Regions from separate parts of the Mus musculus genome. Here region 2 is linked to region 1. The links are chromatin contacts, called in public HiChIP or PLAC-seq maps. All regions are on one chromosome and are shown on one strand. The core of a region is the stretch at or near the end of the contact, and the rest is flanking DNA. Distances in the headings are between cores, read along the strand shown. Region 1 overlaps Gm36565 (a long non-coding RNA gene). Region 2 has its middle 75 kb from the start of n-TDgtc10.

What was found. HiChIP or PLAC-seq counts read pairs in DNA pulled down with a chosen protein or histone mark.
Region 2: a contact with region 1 is called in a FOXA1 HiChIP or PLAC-seq map of pancreatic cancer cells. The contact joins two enhancer-like sites. A contact is called at or near these places in 1 of 115 datasets of contacts at active chromatin or transcription factors (pancreatic cancer cells) and 1 of 9 other capture datasets (embryonic stem cells).

What each region holds. Positions count from the first base shown.
Region 1 is chr11:7,236,436-7,239,260 of GRCm38.p6, forward strand. It overlaps Gm36565 (a long non-coding RNA gene), which reads left to right. Exons shown (of 5, transcript XR_872239.3): 3 at 1,485-1,590. Among named protein-coding and RNA genes, the nearest start is that of Gm36565, 21 kb to the left of the region's middle. Within about 2 kb of position 1,451, at least 57 of the 459 cell types and tissues checked have an H3K27ac peak or open chromatin away from gene starts, as enhancers often do. A contact at or near this core is called in pancreatic cancer cells, where this site is marked.
Region 2 is chr11:7,792,842-7,795,724 of GRCm38.p6, forward strand. No RefSeq gene overlaps it. Among named protein-coding and RNA genes, the nearest start is that of n-TDgtc10, 75 kb to the right of the region's middle. Within about 2 kb of position 1,585, at least 13 of the 459 cell types and tissues checked have an H3K27ac peak or open chromatin away from gene starts, as enhancers often do. A contact at or near this core is called in pancreatic cancer cells, where this site is marked.

The sequences.
Region 1 (2,825 bases), core at 201-2,700:
CATTCAAGGCAGAGCTCACTGAGGTTGTGTGTGTTTGGAAAGCCCGTGGCTTGCAGTCTTCCCAGGTTCTGTGTCTTCCTTTCTCACTGTCACCTCAAGTCTCTCCCGCATCCACTCATAGGGAGAAGGGAACTCTTGGTGGTTCTGGGAACCATAGAAATGGGACCCCTGAGATTTGTGGGTTTATAGGAGATGTAGAGTGAGATTAGGCTGTGTGGCTAGAGACTGCCAGTGTGGAATCAAACATTTCCTAGGGCCTACAAAACTCAGCTTTGTGACCCCATTGGAATAATGTGTGAGAAGGAAACCAGCCCAGAACAAAATCCTTGGTTCCCTTCCTTGCCTCCAGAAGAGCATCAGTTCCTTTAGTTTTTTCAGTTTCACAGGCCTTTAATTGTTACCTCCAGCCATGGCAGTTTCCAGCATGAAGCAGAGGACCAGGTATAGTACAGTAGTGTTCTGTCCTCCATGAATTTTGTTTGGCAGTGACATGTGGCCTCGGTTCCTCTTTCTTTTGCTCACCTTATGGTCTGACAATGGTCTGACTCTTGATTTCCCCATATACTAAACACAGTCAATACTTATGTTTGACCTGCCAAAGACCAGAGTGAGTAGTATTTCAGGTAAAGAACTTGTCAGACTACTTGGTGGAATAGTGAGAGAGGCCATGGAACAGCATCCCCGAAACAGTAGAGCACAGCAGGTGTGGATGGGTGCATTTGCTCCTTCACTGGACAGGCACCTGTTATTTGGTAAAGAATCCTGAGTTTGAATCAGATGTGCCCTAATGTTAAGGATTTGTAGCTCTGCCTCTGATCTCAGGGAAGGATGCCTCTTCTTCATCCCCTTCTTCCCCTTCTCCCTCTCCCCCTCCCCTCCCTCTCCCTCTCCCCCTCCCCTCCCTCTCCCTCTCCCCCTCCTCTCCCTCTTCCTCTTCCCCTCCCCCTCTTCCTCTTCCCCTCCCCCTCCCCCCATCCTCTCCCCTATCCTTCCCCCTCTCCTCCTCCCTCTCCCCCATTTCTCTCCCCCTCCCCCTTTCTCTCCTCTTCCCCCTCCCCTCCCCTCCCCTCTCCCCCTCCCCTCCCCTCCTCCTCCTCCTTCATGAAATGTGTCTGTGGGGATCTCTCTTTAATCTTCCAGATCCAGGGGCCATCACAGTAGTGATGTAAGATTTGTCTACAAGAGTGATTTTATCAGACATTACAGGGGTCCATCATCATCAGGCCTGTTGGGATCACTGTATTGCCTTGAGACTGGTTAGTGGGTTGTAGCACTCCCTCTTTTATGATGCTTTGTTCTGGCTCTTAAATCCCCATCAAAACCTGCTCCTGCAGCTGAAGTGGTTAGTTCTGAGTTGGCATCACAGGGTTAATGTAGGTCTGTTCCACAGTGAATGAAAGCAGTGTGAGTCAGCTCTCAGACATCCTCTCCGTCCTTCTGCACTTTAGCAGTTTCTGATATTCTATTTCCTCACTTTGTTTCAGAAACAGAGAATGTTGATTCACCATGCAGTAGAACACGTCTGACGCGTCAATATCTGAATGGCCTGTGACAGTGTGGTTGTCTTGGCAATAGCAGTGACCACCCACGGTAAACATCTGGAGGGCGAAGTGAGACTCACCCAAATGGATAGGTTTTGACTGGAATTGCAAGCAGGTCAAGGCTAGTGCAATAGAGGGAGCACACGTAGATAGACATGGATACATGGTCAGACTCATGGAGGGACTTGATTGTGGGCAAGTTCAGAGCAATCTTAGGCTCAGTGGAAACAGAGACAGTAGTCTAGCCTACCACCAACCTTAATTAAAGTGCTTTAAGACAAAGCATTCAAATCTTTTTCCTGTAGCAATCTACAGGGTTGGAACTAGTTCTTTGGTGCCCTTATTTGCCCTAAGTTCAGCAGGCATAGGGGTTTTGTGGTTATTTTAGTCTTGGCAGCAGGAATGAGGCCCCAGAAGTGGGGTCAGTACTTCTGGGCAATTGCATTGCAGTGCATGTGTCTGTAGCTTGGCCCCTTTTTAGAGGAGGTTGGTCGGTGTTAAGAGAGAGGGAGGAGCAGAACCCTGTCCCTGTGATGGTCACCATCATTTGGGAAGGCTGTATCCACCCTGCATGGTCCCAGTGATCTGGTTAAACTGCAGTGCTAATTGCAGTGAACTGGATGTGGCTCCTTCACTTCGATATCTTCTGTGCTTGGCTTTCTAACTTGGCTGGACTTCTGGAAGTTCCGTAGGAACATGTGCCTTGCTGGGTGGATATGGAAGTGTGTGAGCCGCCATCTTCATTTGGAGCTCTCTGCCAAGTGCTGGAGGACTTTGGAAGGGATCAGCTTTGGTGGGGCTCAAGGGGCTGTTCCAGACTGTCCAGGACCCAGCCCCAAGTTGACAGCTATGAAACCAGGTCCCATGGTGGTTCGAAGGACAACATGTTCACACTGCTCTGTATATCCTCATAGCTGGGCAGCTCTTTCTCGATTGCACTCTGATGGGGTTGTCCACACCGTCCTTGCTTCCTCTGCCTTCTGTGGCCCTCCCTGTGCTGTTTCACTTTTGTGATTCCTTTGTTTCCCCATGTTGGTGTTCAGTAAGAAAATAAAATTGAGGGGTGTTGAAGAGCTGAGGTGTTTGGCACCACAATGGAGGCGAGGGCCCATGGGAGAGCCCCAGATGAGGATGTTGAAAGGCTGTGTGGGCTAGTGGCTCTCCAGGAATCCCGATGAAAGGGGCCCTGAGTTGGGAGCCCTTAGGTTTGCCTCAGTTGATTGGGCAGACATTCAGCACAGCACCCTGCCCCTCTGTGGCCTTTCATGTGAATTAGAAAGAGCC
Region 2 (2,883 bases), core at 335-2,834, 560 kb after region 1:
TATATACTGCCCAGGTGAAAGGCATGCCTTCACTAAGCCTGCCCAATCGGACAGCGTCATGCAGTGTCTATTCAAGGCCTCTACTTGAGCCACAGTATAGGAGGCAGTTAAGCTGTACGTCTGCACGGACTCAGCAAAATTCCTGATTACTTTGAAATCTAGAGGCTCATGATATCTCTGTCCCTGGCGCCTTTGGGACTGCCGCCACACCCGCTCCTCACAGTTAGTGTATTTTTTGCCTTCATTGGAGAAGGTTCTTTTTACAGTAGAGGGTGAGAATACAGAGACCCATAACTGATTAATGCATAGAGAATCAGAGTCAGTGAACTGCTCAGCTCAAATAAATTATAAGCATTGTTTTGTGGATCTCACTAGGGATGACTATGTTTAAAAACAAAAACTAAATGAGAGCAATAGACATCTCAAAGTCTCTGTGGACATCATGAGAGGTAGAGTTGCCTCACTGCTTCTGAACCTGGGTCCCAAGTTATCCCAGCACGTTTGCTTGCCTAGATCATCACCAAACCCCCTTTCCTATGTAAGAATCACATATTTACTTAAGTCTTCTTTTACCTGTAACCTTTTATTCCTTTCCTCTTTATAACCAGCTTACCTTTATAAAACAGTAATGTTTTTATGTGTTTCAAGAGTCCCTCACCTAAACACAGTCCTTCACCTTCTACTCTTGCCTTGTCTTATGTGTTTTCTCAAGCTGATTCCTCCCATTGTTTTATCTACCACAGATAAACGATAATAGTATATAGATATTTCTGTTGAAAACAACTTGAGAAGAGCAATAAGAATTTCAAATGCTTTTTCTTCATATCCAACATCTTCTATCATAATGGATTAGATGTTGAAAGACCCACAACGTGAGGACTCCCCCACGTTCTGACTCAGGAGAGGTGACACCCCAAATCACTCACAAGCAACAGTCTTGCTGCAAACTGCAAGAGGATTTTCTTTTTATTCAAGAGCGCTCTCAGGCCCACGGTCATACACCATGCAGGGGTAGAGGACCATGGTGCCCTGAGTAGCTGGGTAAAGGAGTATTTAAAGGAAGAAACCACAACTCAAGGAAGTGGGGAGGGCGTTGTTGGAAAATACCAAAGATACCAGTTAAGAGTCCCAAGGAAGTGCAAAGTCACAAGAGTCATAAGGAATACCTGGTAATTGTGCAGGTTATCTCTCAAGAGAGTTTCTAAGAGCCCCTAACAATAGCACATTAGCATAGCAGGTTCTGGCAATGGTCAGGGTGACTTTCTTTGAATGAACACTCTTTGAACCCAGGAAACAGGTGGGTGGAGGAATGTCGCTATCTGTTTTATGATTAGCATACCTTGGAGCATTAAGTCATAGAGGTCACATTCCCAAGCCTGGGCCTAAAGGCCTAGAATTTTGTTTTTACATTATACTTTCAATGTAAAATGACTCATGAGGAAAGAGCAGATATTTTGATAATGGAGGAGAAGAAAACATGCAAGGAAACCTTTAAGGCCTTTGCAGAGGGTGTGGCAACATGAGGTTCAGAATCTGACTATGGTTTTCTGGGTGGAAGGAGGTGATGTACTTGTCAGCCAAGCCCTGTTGTCCTTGGTTGTCTAATGAGACAAGAATGTAGAACAACATCGTGGGGCAATCTCAGGTCTCACTTCCAAATGATTTCCTTATCAGTGATTAATCATTTGTCAGAGCCTTCTTTTGTTAAGTAAAGACTGGCACATCCATCACATCATACATCTAGGGGAAGGACAAAGGTGGTTAGAACTGGCTTCTAAACTGCTCACTTTGTGAATTGCTTTCCTTTTCTTGTCTTGTGTTTATTTTTCCCTCTGAATGAATTATGAGATCACAGACTGTACATCATATTGTCAAATGTAGCTGTGCTTTCTATAGTATCTTTAGAAATATCTTAATCTCTTATGTTAATATAAGTAATACCTATTGGTATTGTGCAACAGAGAAAAAAAGAGTGTCCTTAGATAAGTCTCTATTTGTGGTTTGTAAGGAAAGTCGCCTACATAAAGCAGCTAAAATCAGCTGTATGTGTAGAGAGGAGACATGAGAGGAAGTGGTAGTATAATACAAACATACATAGGTAAGTGTATACAGGCAAATACATATGTAAGCAAACTCTTCCACATCTGAAGAAAAATCTGCAGTATATAAAACCTAAATATGTAAGATATTCTTTAATGGAATTGCAGAGATTCAGTAATGAGACAGAATGTTTGTAATGATGAATCAGCCAGCAACCATCTTAGGCTAGAAAACCACCGTATAGAAAAGACAAAATAGATTCATTCTTGTTTATGACTGAATCTCTGTTTCTCATGGATTGGGCTAGGCCCTACCTGCAACCTTAATTATAAATGAATGATTCTGTACAGCAATTTGGGCTTTGTTTCTTGCAACTCTAACTTTCTTTCATAAGTTGTTATGACTGCCTTGTTATGACTCTCTCACTATGACCACCTTGCCATGATGTTCCTGAAACCATGCATATTTCCCGAAGCACCATTTGGAAATTCCCTATCCCTTATCTCACCTATGTCCAATATCCACCTCTTAAACCCTACCTTCGGGGGAGGCAGCACAAGTACACAGGAATAAAAAAGCTTGCTGTAATTATTTGCTTCCTTTAATTAATTTGGCCATGATGATTTGGGTCTATGGTACTTCTCCTCCCATCTTTGGGATTAACATCATCATAAAACACAGCTCTAACCCCCAAAGGAACCAGAAGTAGCTTATTCTAGAGACAAATGCAAGTGACTATGGCCTGGGAAAACAAATTTAAGTCTCCTCAAATTCCTCTTCCAACTACTCCATGAATTGTTTACAGTAACAGAACAAAAAAGATCATAAATCAAGGCCTATTTC